Linked DNA regions of Sus scrofa: region 2 is linked to region 1. The links are chromatin contacts, called in public promoter capture Hi-C maps. All regions are on one chromosome and are shown on one strand. Each heading gives the region's core, a stretch centred on a gene start, on an enhancer-like site or on the middle of the called end of the contact. The rest is flanking DNA. Distances are from core to core; before and after follow the strand shown. Region 1 holds the start of ARF6 (ADP ribosylation factor 6). Region 2 has its middle 39 kb from the start of ARF6.

Region 1 (5,916 bases), core at 1,469-3,968:
CTACCAATTTGTCTGTCACAAGTTAGAATACTACATTTAAGAATTACATGAGGGTTTCAAGTTTCCTCCAGTTTAGGCATTAATACCTTTGTGCTTGTCTTGTTTCAGGATGTTACTATAACATTGATATTTGTATAATCCATGTTTATGTACCTTAATAAGTAATCATTTAAAACACTAAATTTATGATGAAACTGGGAATTTTAAAAGCAGCTAAAATGTTTAGATATATCAGCTTCATTTCTAGAGATGCTTCTACTAAAGTGAAACTGAACTTTATACTTTAGTTGCATTTTGAATTCAAAAATCCCTCTGCACCATCAGGAGCCTACAACATAGCACCTTTTCTCCTCTACTTTAAGTAAAATGTTTGTCAAAAGTTTGAAGTTACTTTTTTATAGCCTTATGTTGCTCAAACATCTTTGGTAAAAGCTCCGTTATACAATATGGCCAAAACATGAAGGACCAATACTGTCCAATCATATACCATGACATCCCGCTCAATTTTAGTTTTCAGATACCCTCATAAACAAAACCCACTCGGCCTTTTCCTGTATGCTGCCATTGCAGTCTACATTTGTGAAATACCCTAATTCCTTGAGGATCTCTAAAATTAATCCTTAAGGCTATATAAGAACCAGATGCTGTTACACACAATTCTGTATCAAGCATTAACATTTGGTTCAAAGTATTACCATAGTGGTCTCAATAATCTTGTTACTGGTCCTAACCAGCTAAGCAAGTCATCTTGTTAAGATCTGGATATCACCAGTGAGCACACTGCTTACCCTTGAATAAGTTTACATTCATTGTCATCTGTAGGTTCTTTCTCTACATCCTACTTCCCCTTTGTCATTCTTCAAGTCTACACATCATTCATTCATCTCACATTTCCTTCCTTAAAGGAGATGGTGTATCATTGAACCAACAGGATATCTGACTATTTGCATGAGTTAATCCTACAATCAAAAAGAATACCTTTCTTATAAAACATCTTTTCCAGTGTTCTAATTAATGGAGATAAGAATCACTCGTCTATTAAAAAAAGATATCTTCAGCTTATTCAGTTGCTGTAATGTGGAAACAGGAATGTTTTTCTTTCCAACTAGGTAAAAGGTGCATATAACTTGAATTGTTAAATGCTTTATTAATGAACAAAGTAAACATTCTGGTAATTTTAATATGATTGGTCTTAGACATTTGAAACATAGTAAAAGATATATTCCAGTTTTGCCCAAAAGTCACTTAAAATATCTACAAATATTTCTTTTGTATATGGCATACAACATTATTGCTCCATTTTCTGGAAGAGTCTGTTTTTAAAGTTAAAAAAGAGGGAAAACACAGCAAAGTTGCTAACTTTGCAGTGAAAAAAAAAATCTGTGTCCTTGACTGGTTACATTTTCATATTTTTATGCACTGTAAGTTAGCTCTGTAAAGGGGAACTTGAGTTTTATCCTTACTCATGCATGATGTATGTTTCAGAACTTAAAAGCTGACATTTCAAAGAACTTACATTACCTGTTTTAACATACTGATGTGCAACTGGAACATATTACAATGATATTACTCATTATTTGCCCCTGTGGGCTAAGTTTACTATACTGGTCTTAGATATAAAAGGTCACATTTGAATTTACTAAGTTGGAATTCATAAGGGAGGGGGAAAAGGCCTTAAATATAAAAGACAAACGGCAGTTTGATTAAGCAATAATTTTCAGTTTACTAGATGAAACAGACTTGCAACATAGTCTGCATGAATGCAAAATAAGCCATCTACAGCAAGTGATAAGGAAACTGGGCAAAAAGGAAAAAAGCATACATTGGAAAAGAAGATTCTCTCGAAATAAAAAAATCAAACCATTATTATAAAGGAATTTATCAAGAACTGCTGTATTTCCCCCATCCCATTTGCTGGAAGTCAACGAGAGTATCTAAGTACTTTGTGTTCGTGTCAAAAGTCAGCTCAGAGCATCCTAACGCAAAGCCAAAAAAAAAAAAAGAAAGAAAGAAAAAGAAAAGAAACAAAAAAGAAACCCCCTAACCCCCTCCCCCAAACCGTAGAACTGTAACTCCAAAGTTCAAATTCAAAAGAAGAGAAAGTGGCAATTCAAAGAGGTGATGGTGGCGATAATCCTATGAATGGGTTTTTGATTTCTCTCCTTCTGGGGGATGGGTGGAGAATGCTCATTAGGATTTGTAGTTAGAGGTTAACCATGTGAGCCCCTCATAGAGTCCGTCCCCCGAGGTGGCACAGGAGGGCTGCACATACCAGTTCCTGTCCCGAATCCGGGTCAGGCCCAGTTTCTCCTGGATCTCGTGGGGTTTCATGGCATCAGGCAGGTCCTGCTTGTTGGCGAAGATGAGGATTATGGCGTCCCTCATCTCCCGGTCATTGATAATGCGGTGTAGCTCCTGGCGGGCCTCGTCTATGCGGTCGCGGTCGGCGCAGTCCACTACGAAGATCAGACCCTGGGTCCCGGTGTAGTAATGCCGCCAGAGCGGCCGGATCTTGTCCTGGCCGCCCACATCCCATACGTTGAACTTGACGTTTTTGTAAGTCACCGTCTCCACGTTGAAACCCACGGTGGGGATGGTGGTCACCGACTGGCCCAGCTTCAACTTGTACAGGATGGTTGTCTTGCCGGCCGCGTCCAGGCCCAACATGAGGATTCGCATTTCCTTGTTCCCGAAGATCTTAGATAGCACCTTCCCCATCGCTTCGGAGGAACCGGGGCCGGGGGCATTCAGGTGTCCCGGGTCCCCTCCAACAACGCCGCCGCCGCCGCGAAACCGAAACGGAGCTTCCCAGTCGCGAGGGGGCCCGTGCGGCCTGCGTGGGAGTTGCCTCCTCAGGGCAGAGGCCCGGGCCCGTAGCTCACTCGGGCATCACCGACCACACAACTTGATTCCTCCCGTCGCCGCGGCCTGAGTCTGCGTTGGGAGAGCCGCCGCCCTGCTGAGGCGCGGCCCGGCCCGGAACTGCCCTTCCCCCCGCAGGCGCCGTACAAGCGCCGCCGCCGGCTCCTGCTCGGCCGCCTTCACCTCACTCCGCCGCGGGAGACTGCGGCCCTTCGGCCCGGCCTCCGGTCCGCGGAGCACCGCGCTCACCACTGACCCAGGCCACACGAGAGCAGAGCGGCTCCGGCGCCCCGTCGGGTCATTGATCCTCGCGGGAACTCGGTGCGCTGCCTGCAGAAACACAGAGAGGAAAAAGGGAGTTACTGCGGGAGCCCCAGAAGAGAGCGGAGGCCGAAGGAGCCCGCCTTTCCAGCTCAGCCCAGGAGGTTACCTCCAGCCGCCGCCCAGAGCGCGGGCTCCCTCCGGCCTCCACCGCCTCCTCCCAGTTCTACCGCCGCCGCCGCCGGAAAAGGCGCCGAGGAAACCGCCTCACTTCCCCTCCCGACGACGCAGGCGCAGCAGAGGCCGACCGTTCGGGACAAGAGCGACCTCTGTAAGGAGAGCGGCCTGCGCGCCAAGCGTCAGGGGCGCCACGCGCGGAGGGGCGGGGCTACGGCGGCTCGGAGGCTCCCAGGTGGGGCCAGCCCTGCTCCCGCGCAGCCCGGGCTCTGACCCGCGCCCACCTGTAGCTATTCTAGCGTCTTCTCCCCTCTCTGCTTTTCTCTTCCGCGCGCTCTCCTCCTCCGCCCCCATTGGAACCTGAGAAGCAGATCCACTGGGTGGGGCCCGTTGGCCGCCCGCTCTCCAGATGAAAGCCTCCCCCTGCTTTGCTTCCAGGCCTCTTCTCCGTCCTCGGCGCCTGCCAGATGCTCTGCGAGTTCTCTCTTGCCCACCCCAGGCTTCGTGTGCCCTCCATCTCCCTGTGAATCCCTATCTGCTGTTTTAAACCTTTCACCCAACTCCCTTTGGCTTTCTTTTTCCTTCGTTTTGTGCATTTCCTGAGAGACACGTGGGAGGCCAGTGGTTCCCGTGGGATTTGCCGTTCAGTGCGGCGCGTTTACTGGGTTTGGGTTTCCTCTAAAGCCCGTCTTTTGAGTGTTTGAGCCGTCAGGAGCAATCCACGTTTCTTAAAAATTACAGTATTTTCAAGACTTCCCATGCTTTTCCTTTTTAAATATCTTTTACTGTGATTAGTAGTAGTTTCTCATTCTTAATTTTCAGCAGCCTCGTCTATATAATCTTAGCGTTGGATTTAGAATAGGAAAAACTACTTCTGACGCCTGGATTCGGACATTTGACCTTATCGAGTTGATCTCATGCGTAAACTGAGTGTAATTCTGACCCCACTGTCTAGAAGCCCACTTGAGGGCTTTTATTATTATACGTATAATGTTTGTAGAAAGGGAACCCTCTTTGTATCAAATGATTAGTGATAAAGTTCAAATATGAAGAAAGCTTGAAATAAACCAAAAGGAGGAAAAACAGGAAAATAGCGTGTTTGTTTTTTTTTTTTAAAGAATATGATGTGATAGCATAAAGTAACATACTTTTTGTTTCACAGTTTAAAAAAAATTTGATAATGGTAGATTGGTTAAGTGATAACCTTTAAGCTTCAGCCTGAAGTAAATTTACTGAAGTTACTAATATTTTGGCAATGATTTAATTTACTTTCTTCCTTAATATGTACTGTCTTAAAACAAAGGATGTGCAGTCAGAAGACTGGGGTTTCAAATGTCACCCTCCATTTTATAGCTGTGAATCCTTTTCTCTCAGCCTTTGCAAACTTCATTTTCTTTACCTGTTGAACCAAATGAAGAATGATACCATGAATGAAAATAGTCATTATTTATTGATTGTTATAAACACTGTACTAAATACTTCAAATATTTTAATATGCATTGCAACCATGTGAGTTAGCTTTGAGGTTCATTAATTAGTATTAATTAGGAGGAAACCGAGAGTTAGAGATGTTGAGTAATTTTTCAGAGGTCACAAAGCTGATATGGTGAATTTATTCATTCTCTCTTAACCCCAAAATTAGGCTTTTTCACCCCCTGTAAGTACTTCAGGAAATCTGATTACAGTATAGTTGACCCTTGAATAACACAGGTTTGAACTGCACAGATCCACTGTACTTGTCTTTTTTTAGATAAATATGTACTCTTGTCACTACACAATCTGGGTTGGTTGAATCCACGGATGCAGGACCTGGGATGTGAGGGCCATCTAAGAAGTTATCCTCAGAATTTAGACTGTGTTGGGGTCAGCCCTACTACCCTACCTTACCCCCATCCCCAGCCCTGTACCACTATTCAAGGGTCAGCTGTATTTCTTAAAATGCTTTATAACTATAAAGAAAGTGTCATAGTAATTACTACTACATTTGAGGAAGGAATTTTTTATATGTGGTAGTGAGTACTATATTTTGCCTCATTCCAACATAATAGTTTTCTCAGAGCAGATACCAATTTTTCCATCCAGATGGAAGATTGAGCTGCTGGGCTTAGATTTATTTTTCAGTGTACTGTGTGATATTATTAAAAATAGAAGCAACTTGGAGTTCCTGCTGTGGCACAACAGGATTAGCAGCATTTGGGAACACTGGGTCACAGGTCCAATCCAGGTTCAAACCCCAGCCAGCACAGTGGTTAAGGATCCTGCATTGCCACAGTTGTGGCATAGGTCGCAATTGCAGCTCAGTACTGATCCCTGGTCCGGGAACTCCATATGCCCAAGGTGTGGCCAAAAAAGATAGAAGCAGCTTGAAGCACTAGCATCTACCTGGCACTGGCACTGTGCTAGGCCTAAAAAAGTTTATTTTTGAAAGCCAATTTCCATTTATCTTCTACCAGAATAAATGGAGGCAGAGAGTTTGCCTTGTCAACCTGATATCCTTAGTGATGGAGTGTAGGGTATCAGGAGTTCAGTCATTGTTTGAATGAATGAATGCCTTTTATACCACAGATGAAATAAAAAGGAAAGGCACATACTATTTTTATCTGGGGTTTGAAATAA
Region 2 (6,412 bases), core at 3,106-5,605, 38 kb before region 1:
CATGGGAAAGACACTGGAAATGAGGCTACACAGGTTACTCAGTACTAGCAGGTCAGCATTTTATCTGGGATAACTCACCACTAGTCCACTGTGACCTGCCCAGCACTGGACTCCCTCCAACTTGAAGCCAGACCCCACATGGTTCCAGTCACCACATTCACTGACTGCCTTCTGGGCAGTACCCTCACCCTGCTCTTTGTTCTGTTAATCTCATATTCACTGAATTCTGTCATAGCTCCAAATCTCTGGGAACAAAGAAACTGTCCATACGTTGTCCCCTTGACAACTATCTGGTGTATGATGGGACTTCCAGGAATTCTTGTGACTTCACAAACACCGCAGAGGGTCTTGTGGGCTTGGAGGGCTGGTGTCAAGCTGGAACAGAAGGTATGGATGCCCACAGGATGAGCATTACGACCTGTAGCTACGACCCTCTTGTGCCCAGCATCCTTTGCCCTGCTTGCAGGGAGTGAAAGCCCTCCTGGTGGTGGCGAACCCATCCAGGTGGTTCAGTCAGCTGACCCTCCCCTCCCCCCACCCCGCCAGAGCATCCCCCATTCGTCCAAGGCCACAGTGGACGTGTGACCCAGGTTGAGCCAAACCTCTTAAAATCCAAGTTCTCAGATAAAACTTTCTCTCTGGTCACTGAGCTAGAAGAAAGTGGGTCTTGCTCACCCCTTGTAGAGAATCTGTCTACCGCGTGGAGGCAGGGCCTTCCCCTCCAACACCATAGAGCTTTGCATCCAGCCCCGTCTGGAGCCTGGATTTCACTTCTACAAGCTAATCAGGTCCCATTTTTTGCTTAAGCTACACAGGATGTGGTTCTTTCCCTGAAATCTTCCCTAAGAGACACCCAACCCCATCCCATCCCCAGCTTCTGCCTAACTTTTTTAGATAATTATCTTCCTTTTATAGTCTTTGCCTAAAATTTTCCATATCCTCCCCTCCAGCCCTTTAAACTCAGATCAGAATCTACCTCTTAAAGAGACACTTCTTGGGAGTTCCCTTCGTGGCTCAGCAGTTAATGAACCCAACTAGTATCCATGAGGATGCTGGTTCAATATCTGGCCTCTCTCAATGTGTTAAGGATCCAGTGTTGCCATGAGCTGTGGTATAGGTCTCAGATGTGACTTGGATCCCGTTTTGCTGTGGCTGTGGTGTAGGCCAGCAGCTGCAGCTCCGACTGGACCCCTAGCCTGGGAACTTCCTTATGCCAAAGGTGCGGCCCTGAAAAAAAAAAGAAAAAAAAGTATGCATACCCAAAGAAAGTTGAAGATGGTTATCTCAGGAGAGAAGGAAATCTACACACACACACACACACACACACCACCCCCATCTCTACTCCACAGATGTAAAAATCAATGTTTTTTTGTATCAAATTCTGCAGTACTTGGGTAGCCAGCCTCTGATTCTTGTCTGGTGGTATTCACACACTTGTGTAGTGCTCTCCCACAGTGAATAGCCCTGACCCATGTAAACAACAGCATACATGGAAAGAATGGAATGGGGTTTCTGAAGCTAAGTTATTAAAGACATTGCAGTTTCCATCCTGCTCTTTTGAGAATTGGTTGATCTAAGAGAGGCCAGTTATTATGCCATGAAGATATACAAGCAGCCCTATGGGGACACCCATGTGGTGGGGAACCAAGGCCACCTGCCAATATTCAGCACCAAATTGCAAACCATGAGAATAAGCTGCACTTTGAAAGTGGATCCTCCAGCTCAGTTAAGCCTTCAGATGTCTGCAGCCCTGGCCAACATCTTGACTGCAATTTCATGAATGACCCAGAAAGACCCCAGAACCATCCAACTAAGTTTTTCCCAAACTCTTGGCCCACAGACTATGAGACAATAAATGTTTCTCCTTGTTTTAAGCCACTGAATTTTAGGGTAATTTGTTATGCAGCAGTAGATAACCAATACAAAAACTGTGTAACTCTACATGATCTGCTCATGTAACTTTTGATTTTAAAAATCCAAACCTGGAGTTCCCGTCGTGGCTCAGTGGTTAATGAATCCGACTAGGAACCATGAGGTTGCAGGTTCGATCCCTGGCCTTGCTCAGTGGGTTAAGGATCCGGCATTGCTGTGAGCTGTGGTGTAGGTTGCAGATGTGGCTCGGATCCTGAGTTGCTGTGGCTCTGGCGTAGACTGGTGGCTACAGCTCTGATTCGACCCCTAGCCTGGGAACCTCCATATGCCGCAGGAATGGCCCTAGAGATGGCAAAAAGACAAAAAAAAAAAAAAAAAAAAATCCAAACCTGTTGCATAAAAATATTTTCATATGTTTTGTGGTATTCCTAACCAATGCCAAAATTCAGGACTGTGAACAAAAGTTGTAAATCCAGCTTGTATGTGAAAGAATCAGAACTCTTTAGATCTTGTTCTGACATATCAGTACTTAAATCCCAAGAGAATGATGAAATGAGGACTCTCTTTTTCAGTCTTTCAGTCCTACTTTTTTTTTTTTTTTTTTTTGCCATGGCATGTAGCAGCTTGATGTGGAATCTCAGTTCCCAGACCAGAGACTGACCTAGGCCAAAACCATGAAAAAGCCAAATCCTAACCACTGGACCACCAGGGAACTCCTTAGTCCTACATTTAATGTTTTAGTTTAGCTTCAGCCTAGTCATATTGGCCTCTGTAATAGGATGTCTGTGTCCTGAAGGCGTAGGTGGGGGATGCATATGCGCTTGCATATCCATGACTGAAGGAGAAAGATCAGGGTTTAAAAGTATAAAAGTATGTTCACTAAAGAAAATTAAAACATAGGTAGAAGAAAATTACTTGAAGCCCAGGCCCTAGCAGAACAGGAGGTTGCCTTGGTGTTGAGTTCCCTCCCATCTTTTTGCTTACCCAGGCTTGCTTGTTCGTGCAGCACCAGGAGGTCTTGACAATGACAAAGGATGAATCAGTATTCAAACCTAGCCTTGACAACCCTAAGAAAGGCTTTGCTTGACTACATTTTTTTTCCTCTTAAGATTCATTCTCAACTGTCCAGAAATGAGTTATAAAAATGTATGTGTGTATAAATATGTGTAAAGTGCACTTCAGTAAAATACTTCACAAGCACTTTCAGCACTTCCTGTGTACACCACACCAGAGCAGCTGTTTCCGGGAAACCTACAGAAGATAGTTTCTGCCCTTAGCATCTAAATCTTACTTTATGCTGCTACTCAGCTAACATCAAACCATTTGTTTTCTTATGAGCAATTGGCTATAGTGTTCTGATTATTTGACAAAATAGATGATTTTCTAAAAATGTAGATCCTCTGTTATCCCATAATGCATAGAGACCTTGAATAGAATCTTCGTATATAAAATTATGTTTTATTTCTAGTTTTCCTCTCACTGCTAGAGACAGGAAATGTCAAGCTGGCTTAAAAAGAATCAGGTCAGAGGCTTCTGTCTTCAGTTAACAGTGAGAAAAACAACTCTTAGTTTAGGGCCTACTTCGTCCCAGCATTTTACACAAATTATTTTTAATCCTTACAACAGGGTTAGAAAAATATTAGTCCCGTTTTACAGATAGGAAAAATGTGCTTCAGAGCAGTTAACTAACTTGCCTAAGACCACCCAGCTTGTAAATCCTGGAACCTTAACTGAAAGATTGGTCTTTACCTCCAAAGCCTTTGTTCTTTTCATAGCACCACCTGACTTATTAAACAGGGCTCTCATTTTTCCATCCAATCCCCAGGCTTCCTGTTACCTGAAACAAAATAGCTTTATAAGTCTTGCCCACCTCCCCAACAGGAAAACTGAAATAGCTCACAAGGAGTAGCAAGTTGAGGTCTGTGGAAAGGAAGGGGGTTGGGGCTTGAGGGGAGACACAAACAAGGCCACAATACCCCAATGGGCTTTTCCACACAGACAGAGATGGAAGCCAAACATCTAATTGTTAAAAAAATCCTAAATTCTTCCTAAGAAAGAAGGGAGAAATTTTACTCACAAGAGTGAAAATATTTACAGAAGAGATCGGATACAGTAGCTTGCCCATATTAATCTCTTTCATTTTTGCCACATGCTTATTTCCTCGACCAGCAATTTTTATTTGCTTGCAGAGTCACAAGTTGACTTTTCCCTTTTAGAGTCTCTCCATTCCTTGGTGATCAGTACCTTACCCTCCCTTCTCTGTAGTTGGAATAAGGGGTGCAAACATTCCCACTCTGAAATAGCTTCCTGAACTACTCCGATTCCACTAAGAGCTACAGAGCACCCACACGCCAGACACTGTTCTTGGAGATTTGAGGCTTTTTCTCTCTTGAATGCAACTTCCTGTCTTGTAGATATTGAGGTGAGGATTCAAGTTGGGTGTCCTTCCTACTACACAACTTCTCTAATCATTAATTTAACAGTGGTTTCTAAATACCTACGAAGCACTAGGCTAGTAATTCTCAGTGTGGTTAGTCAGTAGCTGCTTCTGTGCTAGCTTGGCTGCAGGTCCAGGGAGAAAATGAACAAAATAACTAATGTTTGTCATGATGGCTAACACTCCTACAGTGCTTCAGGTGGACCAGACAGAGTTCAGAATGCTTTATATATGTTAACCCATTTAATCCAACACCATTTGATCCCATTCATTTTCCAGTTGAAGAAATTGAAGCACAGACAGGTTAAGAAACTTGCCCAAGCTCACACAGCTTGTAGAACCAAGATCTGAACACAGTGCACATTGGCTCTGGTGTGATTAGGTTAGTGGTAGCCCAGGAATGTTGTTATTTTAAAAGCACATAAGGAGTTCCCGATGTGGTGCAACAGGATTGGCGGCATCTAGGGAACACTGGGTCGCAGGTTCAATCCTGGGCCCAGCACAGTGGATTAAGGATCCAGCATTGCCTCAGCTGGGGCTTAGGTTGTGACTGCAGCTCAGATCTGATACCTGACGTGGGGACTCCATATGCCAAGGGGCAGCTGAAAATGAAAATTAATTAATTAATTAAAAAGCACACAAATGTTTTCCCCAAATGCCGACCCCAGCAAAAATCATTTGCGCAACTGTAATTTACTGCTCATTGTCCTAAGCAAAGAAATGGTTAAAATGAGCGTCTTCGTGTGCTCTGTAATTCTGAGCAGTTCTGTATGTCGAATGCATCCATTACTTAGCAGAATGTAACTGCTGACTCTGCCATTCAGAAGAATCACAGTGCAACTGAAGTGGTAATAATTCAAAATTGACAAGCTTGGAGAGACTTGAAAAGCCAGACTTGTTATTAGCATTTAATGAAATTAAGTATTTAGTAGGCCATAGTAGAAAGTATTGTAAGAATAAATCTCAATAAATCAGCAGATTCCAGGAATATTTGGAGGCTACAATTTTTTTTAAATATTTCATACATAAGAAGTGGTGGTTATTCCTGGAAATGAATCTGTTAAGTTGACAGAATAGTTTTAGATTTCTTAAAATGTTTATTTTTAGAAAGGTCCAACTAGAGCAAAAATAATCTAAACCTTAAAAAAAAAATGTTCCACTCTACATAATTCTAAAGATGAAACACAGACTTGTTAAATACTGAGAAAAATAAATATTACCTTTCTAATTATCATATAAAGAAGTATGACACTGATTGTTATATAAATGTAAAAAATCATTACAATTGTGTATCAGCTCAATATGATCCTTATGAAAGATTTTTAAGTCTCCCTGTAGTAAATTCTATTAGTTCCTACCTATGAATTAGTGTTGGTTAGAACTGGCATGCCAGGTTGAGACTAGAAGAATAATTTACTGAAATAAGTACTAAAAATTGTGTACATTCCTTTCTATTTCAATTCAATGTAGCAGTGACTCCTTAAAAATGAGGGAGAACAAAGGCATTCCCAGTTGGGAGATGTCACATAAAATTGGCATTTCTGTCATCTCTTGAAAACCAAAGGAAAAAGAGGCAGGAATAAAAATCTCATTTTCAAAAAAATAAAATCTTTTTTTTTTTTTTTTTTCTTTTTAGGGCCTCACTCTCAGCATATGGAGTTTCCCAGGCTAGGGGTCAAATCGGAGCTGTAGCTGCCAGCCTACACCACAGCCACAGCCTCGCAGGATCCACGCCACGTCTGTGACCTACACCACAGCTCAGGGCAACACCAGATCCTTAACCTACTGAGGCAGGCCAGGGATCAAACCCGTGAACTCATGGTTACTAGTTGGCTTTCTTTCTGCAGCACCTCAACAGGAACACCAAAAAAAAAAAATCTTTTTAATTTAACCACAAAATGGGTGGAATAGGTACCAAAAGCAGTGAAGTCTGAACAAAGACATGAAAGGAAGCTGAGAGAGGGCACCCAAGTCTGCATATCTCAGAAAGAGCTTAATAGCTCTGCCAATGAGATGCGCACACTGAGGTGAAACATCAGTGGCTCTGTTGGTACAGCAGCAGGAAAAAGGTGGTGTTATGGGTTGAATTGTGTCTCCCTAAAT

The links. Promoter capture Hi-C pulls out the DNA fragments that hold promoters and counts their contacts.
Region 2: a promoter capture Hi-C map of liver shows a contact between it and region 1, with 2.6 times the contacts expected there. The contact joins the enhancer-like site here to the promoter of ARF6 in region 1. A contact is called at or near these places in 1 of 5 promoter capture datasets (liver), 4 of 47 Hi-C or Micro-C datasets (blood, embryonic fibroblasts, liver and 1 more) and 2 of 2 datasets of contacts at active chromatin or transcription factors (alveolar macrophages and skeletal muscle).

The regions. Positions count from the first base shown.
Region 1 is chr1:179,710,839-179,716,754 of Sscrofa11.1, reverse strand. ARF6 (ADP ribosylation factor 6) reads right to left here and starts at 2,718. Exons shown (of 1, transcript NM_001078677.1): 1 at 2,191-2,718. The coding sequence starts at 2,718. The coding sequence ends at 2,191.
Region 2 is chr1:179,750,249-179,756,660 of Sscrofa11.1, reverse strand. No RefSeq gene overlaps it. Among named protein-coding and RNA genes, the nearest start is that of ARF6, 39 kb to the right of the region's middle. Within about 2 kb of position 4,355, at least 15 of the 83 cell types and tissues checked have an H3K27ac peak or open chromatin away from gene starts, as enhancers often do. A contact at or near this core is called in liver, where this site is marked.